2 separate regions of the Bombyx mori genome follow, and region 2 is linked to region 1. A link is a contact called in public Hi-C data. All regions are on one chromosome and are shown on one strand. The core of a region is the stretch at or near the end of the contact, and the rest is flanking DNA. Distances in the headings are between cores, read along the strand shown.

Evidence for each region. A called contact is a pair of places that touch in the nucleus more often than the background predicts.
Region 2: a contact with region 1 is called in a Hi-C map of midgut, with 2.4 times the contacts expected there. The contact joins the enhancer-like site here to the promoter of LOC101742711 in region 1. A contact is called at or near these places in 5 of 7 Hi-C or Micro-C datasets (middle silk gland, midgut, an unstated tissue and 1 more).

The regions. Positions count from the first base shown.
Region 1 is chr28:416,965-422,386 of ASM3026992v2, forward strand. LOC101742711 (electron transfer flavoprotein beta subunit lysine methyltransferase) reads left to right here and starts at 3,076. Exons shown (of 5, transcript XM_062676776.1): 1 at 3,076-3,138. The coding sequence starts at 3,091. LOC101742570 (growth arrest and DNA damage-inducible protein GADD45 alpha) reads right to left here and starts at 3,825. Exons shown (of 3, transcript XM_004933468.5): 1 at 3,296-3,825; 2 at 2,803-3,019; 3 at 2,011-2,590. The coding sequence starts at 3,357. The coding sequence ends at 2,375. LOC101742426 (glucose dehydrogenase [FAD, quinone]) reads left to right here. Exons shown (of 5, transcript XM_004933467.5): 5 at 1-1,316. The coding sequence ends at 561.
Region 2 is chr28:462,001-467,422 of ASM3026992v2, forward strand. LOC101743003 (LHFPL tetraspan subfamily member 3 protein) reads right to left here. Exons shown (of 4, transcript XM_012696653.4): 4 at 1,926-2,767. The coding sequence ends at 2,574. LOC101742711 (electron transfer flavoprotein beta subunit lysine methyltransferase) reads left to right here. Exons shown (of 5, transcript XM_062676776.1): 5 at 1,278-1,435. The coding sequence ends at 1,430. Among protein-coding and RNA genes, the nearest start is that of TRNAA-UGC, 4.1 kb to the left of the region's middle. Within about 2 kb of position 2,746, at least 8 of the 8 cell types and tissues checked have open chromatin away from gene starts, as enhancers often do.

The sequences.
Region 1 (5,422 bases), core at 1,826-4,325:
CGGCAGCCGACCCTCTACGAGAGCCTCACGATATTCCCATCCGCCTTCTACAACGCCCTGCTGCCGAGAACTATGAACTTGGTCCCGAAAAGTCGAGGCAAGTTGCTACTGAACCCAAAGAATCCTCGCGGAGCCCCACTACTCTACGCAAACTATTTCGACGACCCCACAGACTTGATTCCCCTAGTTAAGGGAGTCAAGTTCCTCCTGACGTTGGAGAACACGAAGGCGTTCAAACGTCTCGGCGCGTACTTCGTTAAGAAACCGTTGAAAGCTTGCAAGAATTATATTTGGGGCACTGACGACTACATTGTGTATTTGGCCAGATCTTATACTACGAGCACGTACCACCCGGTGGGAACGTGTAAAATGGGCCCGAAGTGGGATAAAAAAGCTGTTGTGGACCCACAATTGAGAGTCTATGGTGTTTCTGGTTTACGTGTCATTGATTCTTCTATAATGCCGTGTGCGCCGCGCGGGAACACCAACGCGCCATCTATTATGATCGGGGAGAGAGGAGTCGCTTTTGTTCTAAACTACTGGTTGAAGAAGTACAGCTAGTCGACAACAGATGTCTCTTTAATAAATTTTGTAAAAATGTTTTTTTGGCGAAATTTAAGTTCAACATTTTTAATCTAATAATAGAGCAAAAGGGAGCAAGCTAATAAAAAAAATTGACTAGCTAAATAATATGAAATTAGTTATTTACGTAACAATTAACATAATTGAAAATTAATAGAATTGTTTATTTTTGTTTTTATTACAATTTACAATGCATAAAGTAAATGCTACCTCTAAAGCCGGATTTGATTTATTTTTATTAGTATAGTATCATCCTATGTGGACATACAACAATATTTATTTTTTCATATTAATTGCAATTATTAGTTATTATTAACATAATTATACCCCAAATCCTAATCGGTTTTGTATATCAAATTTTTCGCGGTGCTTAATGCTACCTGAGAGTTTCTTTTTTCTGGCACTAGATGGCTATACACATTATTTTATTTGTTTTTATTGACTGGATGCAATTTTATACATGTAACCTCTATATGATTTATGACACAAACCTTAAAAGAGGTTAATATGTTATAAAGGTGACGTAAATAATAATTTGAATATTGAAATATTAGAAGAAGGAGCATTAGAAATATTAAAACATTTTTGAATATTGAAATAAATAAATAAAACATAAAGACTGGTGAAGCTATAGCTTTAAATATTGTTTCTCTTTATATAGAGCAAAAAACTCAGTTTGTGCTATAGTTTTACTAGCCTACAATTTATTTTGATGTGAATAAAATAGTACATTACATAGATTTGTGCAGCAAAACAACACCCGTTCATGTAGATGGGGTACAGAATTATTCCATGATTTCCTTTTCTAGTTGAGAAGGACATTGCTATGGCTGCTCCAGGCTAACTCTGTACTTTATCTACTGAGTAGCTTTAGCCCGCGACTCCGTCCGCGTGGAATAGTTACTTTGGCACAACGCTAAATTTTACATCTACTTCATTTACATAGAAAGTGAAAATATTTTTGAATTATAGAATGTTAAGGAGCTATGTAAACCCCTATTTTGAAACATTCTTTATTGGTGCTCCACTTGTCTTAGAGAGATGTTATATAGCCGTCTTCCTCAATAAATGGGTTATCTTTAACACAAATAATTTTTCAAATCGGACCAATTAATATTTCCTGAGATTAGCGTGTTCAAACAAACAAACTTCAGATTTGTAATATTATGAAGTATAGATAAATACAAGAATTCCAGCAAATACTAAATTTCAATTTCTGATGAACCTTAAGCATATTTTTTATTAAAATTCCATTATACGATGCTCCTACCATAAATTAATTATTTAAATTGTTTATCTAAATTTATTGTCCTGATATTATTGACAGTTCAATATCATGGGTATCTATCTTGCTTGTGCTTCTTTCTGGAATCTTTTTCTTTTTAACTTAAGATTATATTTAGGGGAAAAAGCGGGAAAAAAAGAAACTTTGTTACAAATAAAATAAAATTTTATTCATGTTTATTATGTTTTAACTTTTACAAAAGATTTATTACGAAATTGGTATAAAGATATAATAAATACATTTTTCGTTACATTAAACTATCTTATGAAACAATGAAAAAAACACTTTTACATTTTAAGACAGTAGCAGTTTAGCACCTACATTTTACAAATTGCTCTCTATCAATTTTTAAATTATTTTAATTCAAAACAAACCCCAAAACATTCTCAAGCAGACTTAATGCAACTACCAAACAACAGATGGCGTTGTGCCTAAGCCAAAATGGCGACCTACTTGAAAAATAATATCGCAAAATTTTCTTTTCACAATAATATCCTCATGTTTAATTCACTTCTCGGGCAACTTGATGACGGGCATTTGTGAATAGCCCCAGTCTGATTCGCAGTGGTCGATCAACTGTCTCTCGGCTTCAGATAATGTTGATAAATCTATTTCTTGACTGTCTGTGAATGGATCTGTATACGGATAGTGTACCAGCACGCAACTGAAGTCCATGGGAGAGCAGTAACCAAGCATTCTCCTCAGCTTAGTCTCACAATCGACCTGTGTACAAAGAAACGAATTTGTTAGCTTTTTTATTTTGATTCCTTTTAACTTAATTCCTTGAATCGTTATAAATTCGATTAATAGGTTCTTGTTAGAGAGTCGGAAATTTTAATGACTTTTTTTACTTCGTGGAAACTAAATTGTCATATAAAATTAATAATAACTATGTATAATTCATTTTATGAAGAAGGAAATAAAATGAAACTCACTTTAATAACATGAATATCATTTTCAACGCAAAATGCTTGCAGGAGGACATCTTGCATATGCGTTGCACTATCGCCAGGCGGGGCTTCGGCGGTCAGGCAAAACAATGCACCATTGCAGTTCTTCGATAAGTATTGAATGGCGGGAAGTAAGCCAATAGTTAACCTTTTTTCGACACAGGCTCGCCTTAACACTGTCTTGATACATTGTCCGATAGAGCTGTGGGAAAACAAATACATTAATAAATTATATGTTACCAAAAACTTTAGTCTCTTGCATGTCAAACGGAGATGCTAACCGCCATACTACAAACAAAATATTATTATCAAAAGCATAAGGTACGTCAATTTATAGTCTAATTGGCATGTTTGAAGTTATTAGAACTTTAAAGTTCTTTGATCTAGGTCAAGTGAAATTCTTGTGAAATATTCATTTTAGTTTATGCATATTGAATTTTTCCTGTTGTAGCTGTAAAGTATTAAGATATTTATTTACCTTTTAGCTGCTATGACACTGAAGGTCTCGGCTTTTACTGGAACAACTGCTTCCTTGTACATTTTGGATAGACGAATGCTTCTTAACTCTTGAATTTCACTAATTTCCAAACTCCGCAGTGAAATCCGAATGTGAATTTTCACAGAAAGCACTAACACTTTACATAAAATCCTTCTATTATGTAAACACACTTGAACTTCTCGCAGTAATTCGAACTTGTGACACAATAATTTCACAACTTTGCTAACGAAACTCGCGTTAGTACACTTTGGATGTTCAATGTAGAATGTGGAGAAGTGACGTAGCGTTCCCTTTTATTGGAAAGGCCGCGCATGCGCACGCTAGTATTTGTATGTGTGCGTATCCTCCGATCAGTTTCGTCGGAGTTTCTTCGAAAAACGCTTGTATTTTCGGTTGTGTGAGTCGTTTTAACTAGTGTAAGTCTGTAAGTGTATATACGAGATAATAATAATGATACGTGGCACGTGGTACGTGTGTGTGAGTGGTTTTTTCTGAAATGCGAACGCGTGGCTTGTCGCGACTTGTTTAAGGACCAATTTAGTTGGAGCTACCCCGTTCTTCTTTTTTGAAGTAAATGCGGCCAGAAAAGGGTAGGTACTATCAGAACGGTAGGTCAAGGTATTTTTTGTTATCGTTAAGCGCATTGGAGAATATCGGAATTCCCGCTACATTGGGTTTTTATTTCAACAGAGGAAATATGGTTCATTTGAAAACAAAAATTGGGTTTGATTCTGGTTTAGTTGTTTTTTTATTTGTAATGAAACATTCGTTTTCAATAGGTACAAGGACTTTAGTATATTTATTGTAGAGCCATGACGGCAAGATGAGAAAACTTCTAATGGGCATTTCTTCTAGTGTTACGACAGGATAGAATTTATTTGAAGTTATGGGCAGGTAGTGAAAATGTTTTTTTTTTTTTTAAGAGATTTTATGACCTGGTAACTAAGACCTTTAAGTCATGTCTTATTTTACTTTATATTCTTAATTTTATGAAAAATGATAATATGGAGTGAAATGAAATGAAGATGATTAATTTGAGACATTAATCAACTGGGATGAAATTTAATGAAATGAGATGATATGGGATGAAATATAATCGCAGTAAAATGGTGGTCATTTACTGAGATTTTTTCAGTGGACTTTTTGGAGGAACCCGAGAAGTTACGTCCAGCAGCTTTGTTTCATTTTCCCACATTGGTGCACTTTCACAGATATTAAACATTTAATAAACCACCGTTATTACACATTTAAACCTGAAGAAACACTAAATAGACAAAATAAAACAAATCACACAACTTCACTGCTCGCGTTCCCGCCAAAAAGTCCAGTGAAAATGTTACTACTATCCTTGTACCTACCTACCCAACTTCAGAAGTCGATGTATTTTAATAGTCTCCACCACAATTCCATTACCTGCATCAGAGCGAGGAGGAAGACATTCATATAAATACGTTAGTTTGAGTATATCATTAGCTACTTATTTTTTTACCTCAAACGTAAATTAAAAAAACCGTGTTTTTTTGAAGTTTTTACTTTCTATAGCACATGAGATGTTAGTGTCGAACGTGAGAGCGACTCTTTCTTATTTTTTTGCTTAGCAGGGTCAATGACCTCGTGGCCCACGTAGTGTTAAGTGGTTACCGGAGCCCATGGACATCAGCAACGTAAATGATTTCTAGTGTATCCAAAGCAGTCAAATTGTATGCAAAAGTGAGTTTGTTTTTCACGTCTGTTAGAAACAAACAAACTCGCATTATGGCGTCGTGTTACTCAACCCAATATCAAGAAACACGTTGTTAAGTGCACTAAAAAAGACATATTCATCATTTAACACCAGGTAACAATTACTATTCTCGATCAATGTAATTTTACTATACTAAAATCTATTATTTATGTGTATAATATTGACGTCAATATTACCATGCACAAGTGACATACTTCGAACGGTTCTATTCCAAGGATCACCGCCGAACAAGTCAAATCGTGTCCTAACAAGTTAACAGGGGCAATGCCACCGGCAAACACAATGATAATAACATGATAATTATCAAGATATTATTAATGATTGTTGTTATCATACTGTTGATCTCGTGAGTAATAGCTGAA
Region 2 (5,422 bases), core at 1,496-3,995, 45 kb after region 1:
TTAATGTGTATCGTGCAAGTACAAACAAATCGATAGGGAATTATTGGAAAAATATATTTACATAATACGCGATTTTTCTTTAATATTAATTTGTTTTCTTATTCTTTGCGAGATTTTGAAAGTTTCACGAATAACTCCACAAAGTTTTGGTGCGTCTTGTGTGTAGATAAGTAACAAACTAACTGAAGAGGTATGAAGAAGTGGGCTTTGACTACCGCATGCACGTGTTTTGTTTCTAAGAATTAGAAAAGACCCTACACTAAACTAAATCCTATTGTTTTCTTTCCTAATTTTAAAAGCCATTGAAGACAAATGTGGATACCTATTCAAATTGTTTACAATACAGCTTAGCCGGTCGTTCTAACAGATCTAATTCTCCGAAATATTAGTTAAATGTCGTCGTTTTATGAGGTATGTCGTTATTACCAATGTCGTAGAAAGCAATATTTTTAATAAGGCGGTCATATGGCATTCAGCCGGGACCTTTGTTCTTGGTTATTATAACCGGCATGTTGTATTAAACGATGTCGCAGTAAACGGTTTTGACTGTATTACTTAATGATTAGGTATACCTGTATCAATAGAGTAAACCCGATATTACCAAATTTTGTGTGCAATGTCAGAAAAGTGACAGGAATCATTTGCAAAATGTTGTGTTAATACATACTAATTAGTCTAATTATAGTTTGTTGAATATAGATAGCTTAATGCGCTCCGAACTGGCAGTGATATGGCTACGACTATATTCTGATGAAAAATAAAATCTAGTATTTTTTAACATTTTTCGATAGTCAAATTTTTCAAAGAGAACACACCTCGGGAAGTCTGTCAGTCTGTCGATCATTATGTCTGTCAATCAGTCCGTTGGCTATCTCGAGCTGGAACTCCAGCACCATTTGACGTAGGGTGATCCCTGAGATTGTCTAAGTTCTATCCGCGAGTCAAAGAATCTAATTTACAAGATACCAGATTGACTGTTTAATCCCTCAACCTTTCCTTCTCAGAGGAGCAAGCCTTGAGTTTCTTTACGGTTTCTCTGTCGTGGAACTTCATTCCGAATCGGTAAAAAACAAGTAGTCTTCAAGACCTTACCATAGTCATCATCGCTGATAACAGACGGCGACTAGGTACCACCTTCATATTATTTGTAGTCTTTAGCTAGTCATTGGATTTCTCATTAGAAACTCTTTTCTATTCACGTTTGAAGAGGAACAATAGCATCCGGGGAACAGGGCGTTCATGAGAGATTTTATTGCGTCAATTGTGAATATTTGTAGATACTAATAGGAGATCCAGGTCGTCACGGCTTGACAGAGAAGCGTAGACGACATGTGCAGATGCTCGCCGAGTACAAGATGCCCAGGGAGAGCCAAGAGGAGAACAACGGTTTTACGAAGACTAAAGTTTGGAAGTTAAATAAATTGATTTGAACTGGTTTCTTATTTCTTTCAACGTATTACTGTTCCAGTCCGCTTCGGCCGCCAAGCAATTCTTAACTACTGATACCATCCACCCCACGCTTTTTTTACAATAAAATCATTTTTTGTTACACTGTTTTTAATTCAAATTTATTAAAATTTATTTTCTATTTTTTAGTTGGATTTTCTATAAAAGCATATTTTTTTATATTATTTGTTTTCTGATTAAAGTATTTATTGGTGGCCGGAAGGCCTTTCCAGTTTCACCAGGACAGGTGAGCGAGCAGCAAAGGCTCAGCCACTATGGTGTGGTCAACTACACACAAGCGTTCGTACGGACCATAGATAATATTAAGTGTATTATCTATGGTTCTGAGCTTAGATCCCCTTGCCTTTCTTAATAAGGAAAAATTGTACAAAAAAAAATTTCTATAGCGCTGGAGACGCGGGAGGAAAACGGGTTACGATATTTTATTTTGAGGTTCACGTTCAAAGTTAGACAAAGAAAACGCTTATAAAACTTTTTATTATTCACAAAATACAAAAGGCTTTCTACAAGGCACTAGTTGGTTAGTTTGGGTTTCGTTACGTTGTAAAGTCGCTACAGTTCACACAGTTCGTACTTATGCACTAGTCGGTAGGACGCGAAGAAAACCTCTACCGCTCCCTCTCAGAAGTTACCATAAATTTAATCCGTTCTTTTTTTCATTAATTTAAGTAAATTTACCATACCATCCGAAAATCTAGTGTTAAAGTATATAACCGATGGTTTTTATTACCTAAATATAATAACAAATGTTAGGTACAAAATCTTACAGCTAAATCTAAATTATTTACATTTTAGTTTAACAAATATATACTTAAAATATAATTTTAGTTCAATAAATTTTAATTTAATTTGTTCAACCGTTTTGTACGTTACAAGTTTATTTATAAGACTTCACTTATTAAGTACTAGATGTTACAATTAAAAGTATATTGTAATTCATTAAAACTACACCTGTATTTTCTTCCTTCTCTAGTGTACAGATTTGAAATAATTTATAAAAGCGCCATCTCGCGGAAATTACCGGTACTATTTATTAAAAAGTACAGTGCCATCTAGCGGCAGTGAACACAATGCTCGGACGGATTTTTAAACGCTTTACAGTTGAATTATAATTGATAATTATGCATAGTGTTCGCGTACATTCCGTGTTTGGATCGCGCGGTGCGTCCTGAGTAGTGAGAGTACGTGTCCATGTCCATGGGCGCGTGCGGGTGCATGATGAGCACGGGCTGCAGCGCCAGAGACTTCCTAGAGCCGCTAACAGATGTCGCGTCCGTCACGTAGCCGTTGTTCACCTCACCTGCAATTGAGAATATGACATTTTGTATGACGAGAGCCAGGACCATATATTATATATATTAAAATTGAATGCCAGGACTCCTCACTTGGTAGCAGCCAGACCGAGTGCATTATTATAATTTGCGTAATTACTGGTGGTAGGACCTCGTGTGAGTCCGCACGGGTAGGCACCACCACACTGCATATTTCTGCCGTGAAGCAGTAAAGCGTTTCGGTTTGAAGGGTGGGGCAGCCGTTGTAATTACACTGAGACCTTAGAACTTATATCTCAAGGTGGGATGCGCATTTACGTTGTAGATGTCTATGGGCTCCAGTAACCACTTAACACCAGGTGGACTGTGAGCTCGTCCACCCATCTAAGCAATAAAAAAAAACCTTTTACAAACCACGATATATTATTGTATTTCTGATGCGCGTACTTCACTCCCGCGATTTTATGATCCAACAATATTTATGCAATTTGCATAAGTAAAATTATTTGCAAACCTTTATCACTAGGTCTCACAGAAGGGACATATTCAACATCTAAGTTGTTTTATTTTAACAATTAAAGCTTATTTAATGGTTTGAGTTCGCGTTTTTTTACTATCATTACATTAATTCTGTCATTTCGAATTCTCAACAGTTTTCTTGGTCGCAAAAACAAAACGTTTTTTATTTATTTATTTACTACTTAGACGGTTGGACGATCTTACAGCCCACCTGGTGTAAAGTGGTTACCGGTTATCGTACATAAGTCTCGCGCAAAGAACGTATTCTTGAGATATTAGTTAGTTGTTTTCACTTGGTCATGTACGTAGCTTAATCAGAGATGCATTGGTGTCGCCCGCCGTGGCAACCGTGATGGGAGCGGCCGCTGACGTTTGCTCCTGACCCAGATACGAACCAGGCCACTTAAGGTTTTCTTTATTGCATAGATGAGTGGACGAGCTCACAGCCCACTTGGTGTTAAGTGGTTACTGGAGCCGGTAGACATCTACAACGTAAATGCGCCACCCACCTTGAGATATAAGTTCTAAGGTCTCAAGTCTCGGCTGCCCCACCCTTTAAACCGAAACGCATTACTGCTTCACGGCAGAAATAGGCGGGGCGGTGGTACCTACCCGTGCGGACTCACAAGAGGTCCTACCACCAGTTTTGCGGGTTCGATTTTTATTACACATTATTATTCCTTCACCGTGGAAGTCAATCGTGAACATTTTTTAAGTACGTATTTCATTAGAAAAATTGGTACCCGCCTGCGGGATTCGAACACCGGTGCATCGCTACACACGAATGCACCAGACCTCTTATCCTTTAGGCCACAACGACTTAGATTTTAGTGGTTACTGGTAGAGTGGAAGGAAGGGGTCGCGGAACCACAGACCCGTGTGATGGTCTGACCAGGTCTGCATCGCTTTCGGAGCCACCTTCAACGACACTCTTTCAGTAGCCGAATACAAAACTAGAGCATGACATCGCGACAACGAAAATCACGCACGAAGGTCACGACCCTCGGACATGAGGGGGAGGATCACGCCAGACTACCAGACACACATACCAGATCAGAACCGCTTATCTGGAACGTCTTGAACAGAAAACTGTCTCCGATCTCGGGGTACCGGGTTTAGTCATAGTAACAACCATTACGCCAACAAAACAATAGAAATAGAGGATGGGTAAATTGAAAAAATGAGGGAACGGTAAAGATACCTACAAACACTCGAACAGCGAATTAGACGCGAGAAAATATTAATTTATATATTATTATTTTTATCCTACCTATGCTGATAGCCTTGATAGGCTATTTCAGCTTCACCCTAAGGTGTGTAGGTGAGCTCACGGGGCTCAAACCGGAATGTTGCTAACACTGACCCTCGCAAGAGCAGTGCTTCGCAGAATCTACCACCGGATCGGAAACACGACCCACTGAGAAGATCCGGCGAGAAACTCAGTGGGCTGTGTCTATGGGTTAATTAATAATTAATATTTAATAATTAGGGCTCTTCGAGCCCTTCGTCGCAAGCGATGGGTTCGACGAGGGCGGTGACCGTATATATCACATTTGCTAACAAAATAATAGAAATAGAGGATGAGTGAATTGAAAAATTATAAATTTTTTTTTTATGGATTTTATGACCTGGTAACTAAGACCTTTAAGTCATGTCTTATTTTAATTTATATTCTTATTTTTATGATAAATGATAATATGAAGTGAAATGAAATGAAGATGATTAATTTGAGGCATTAATCAACTGGGATGACATTAAATGAAATGAGATGATATGGAATGAAATATAATCGCAGTAAAATGGTGGTCATTTACTGAGATTTGAAAAATAATAATGAGGAAATCGTAAAGTTATCCCTCAAACCTTCGAACAGCGAATTAGACGCGAGAAAATATTAATTTATATATCACATTTGAGGTCGCCACCGGTCGTATGCTCCTTTAAGCATTTTATTATGCGTGACATGTAACACTAACACGCTTCTATTACTTAATCTCCGAAAGATTCTAACCTCGACTCTAATTCCGATCAAATATTCAAATTTCTAATTTAATTGGCGTTCGTAAAATGAATTTATGTAATTTTTAGGAATTTCGATAAGGTGTTGCAGTAATAGCGCTCTGGTGGGTGCGGTCGGACTTCGGGGCGTTTCGAAAGAATACGAT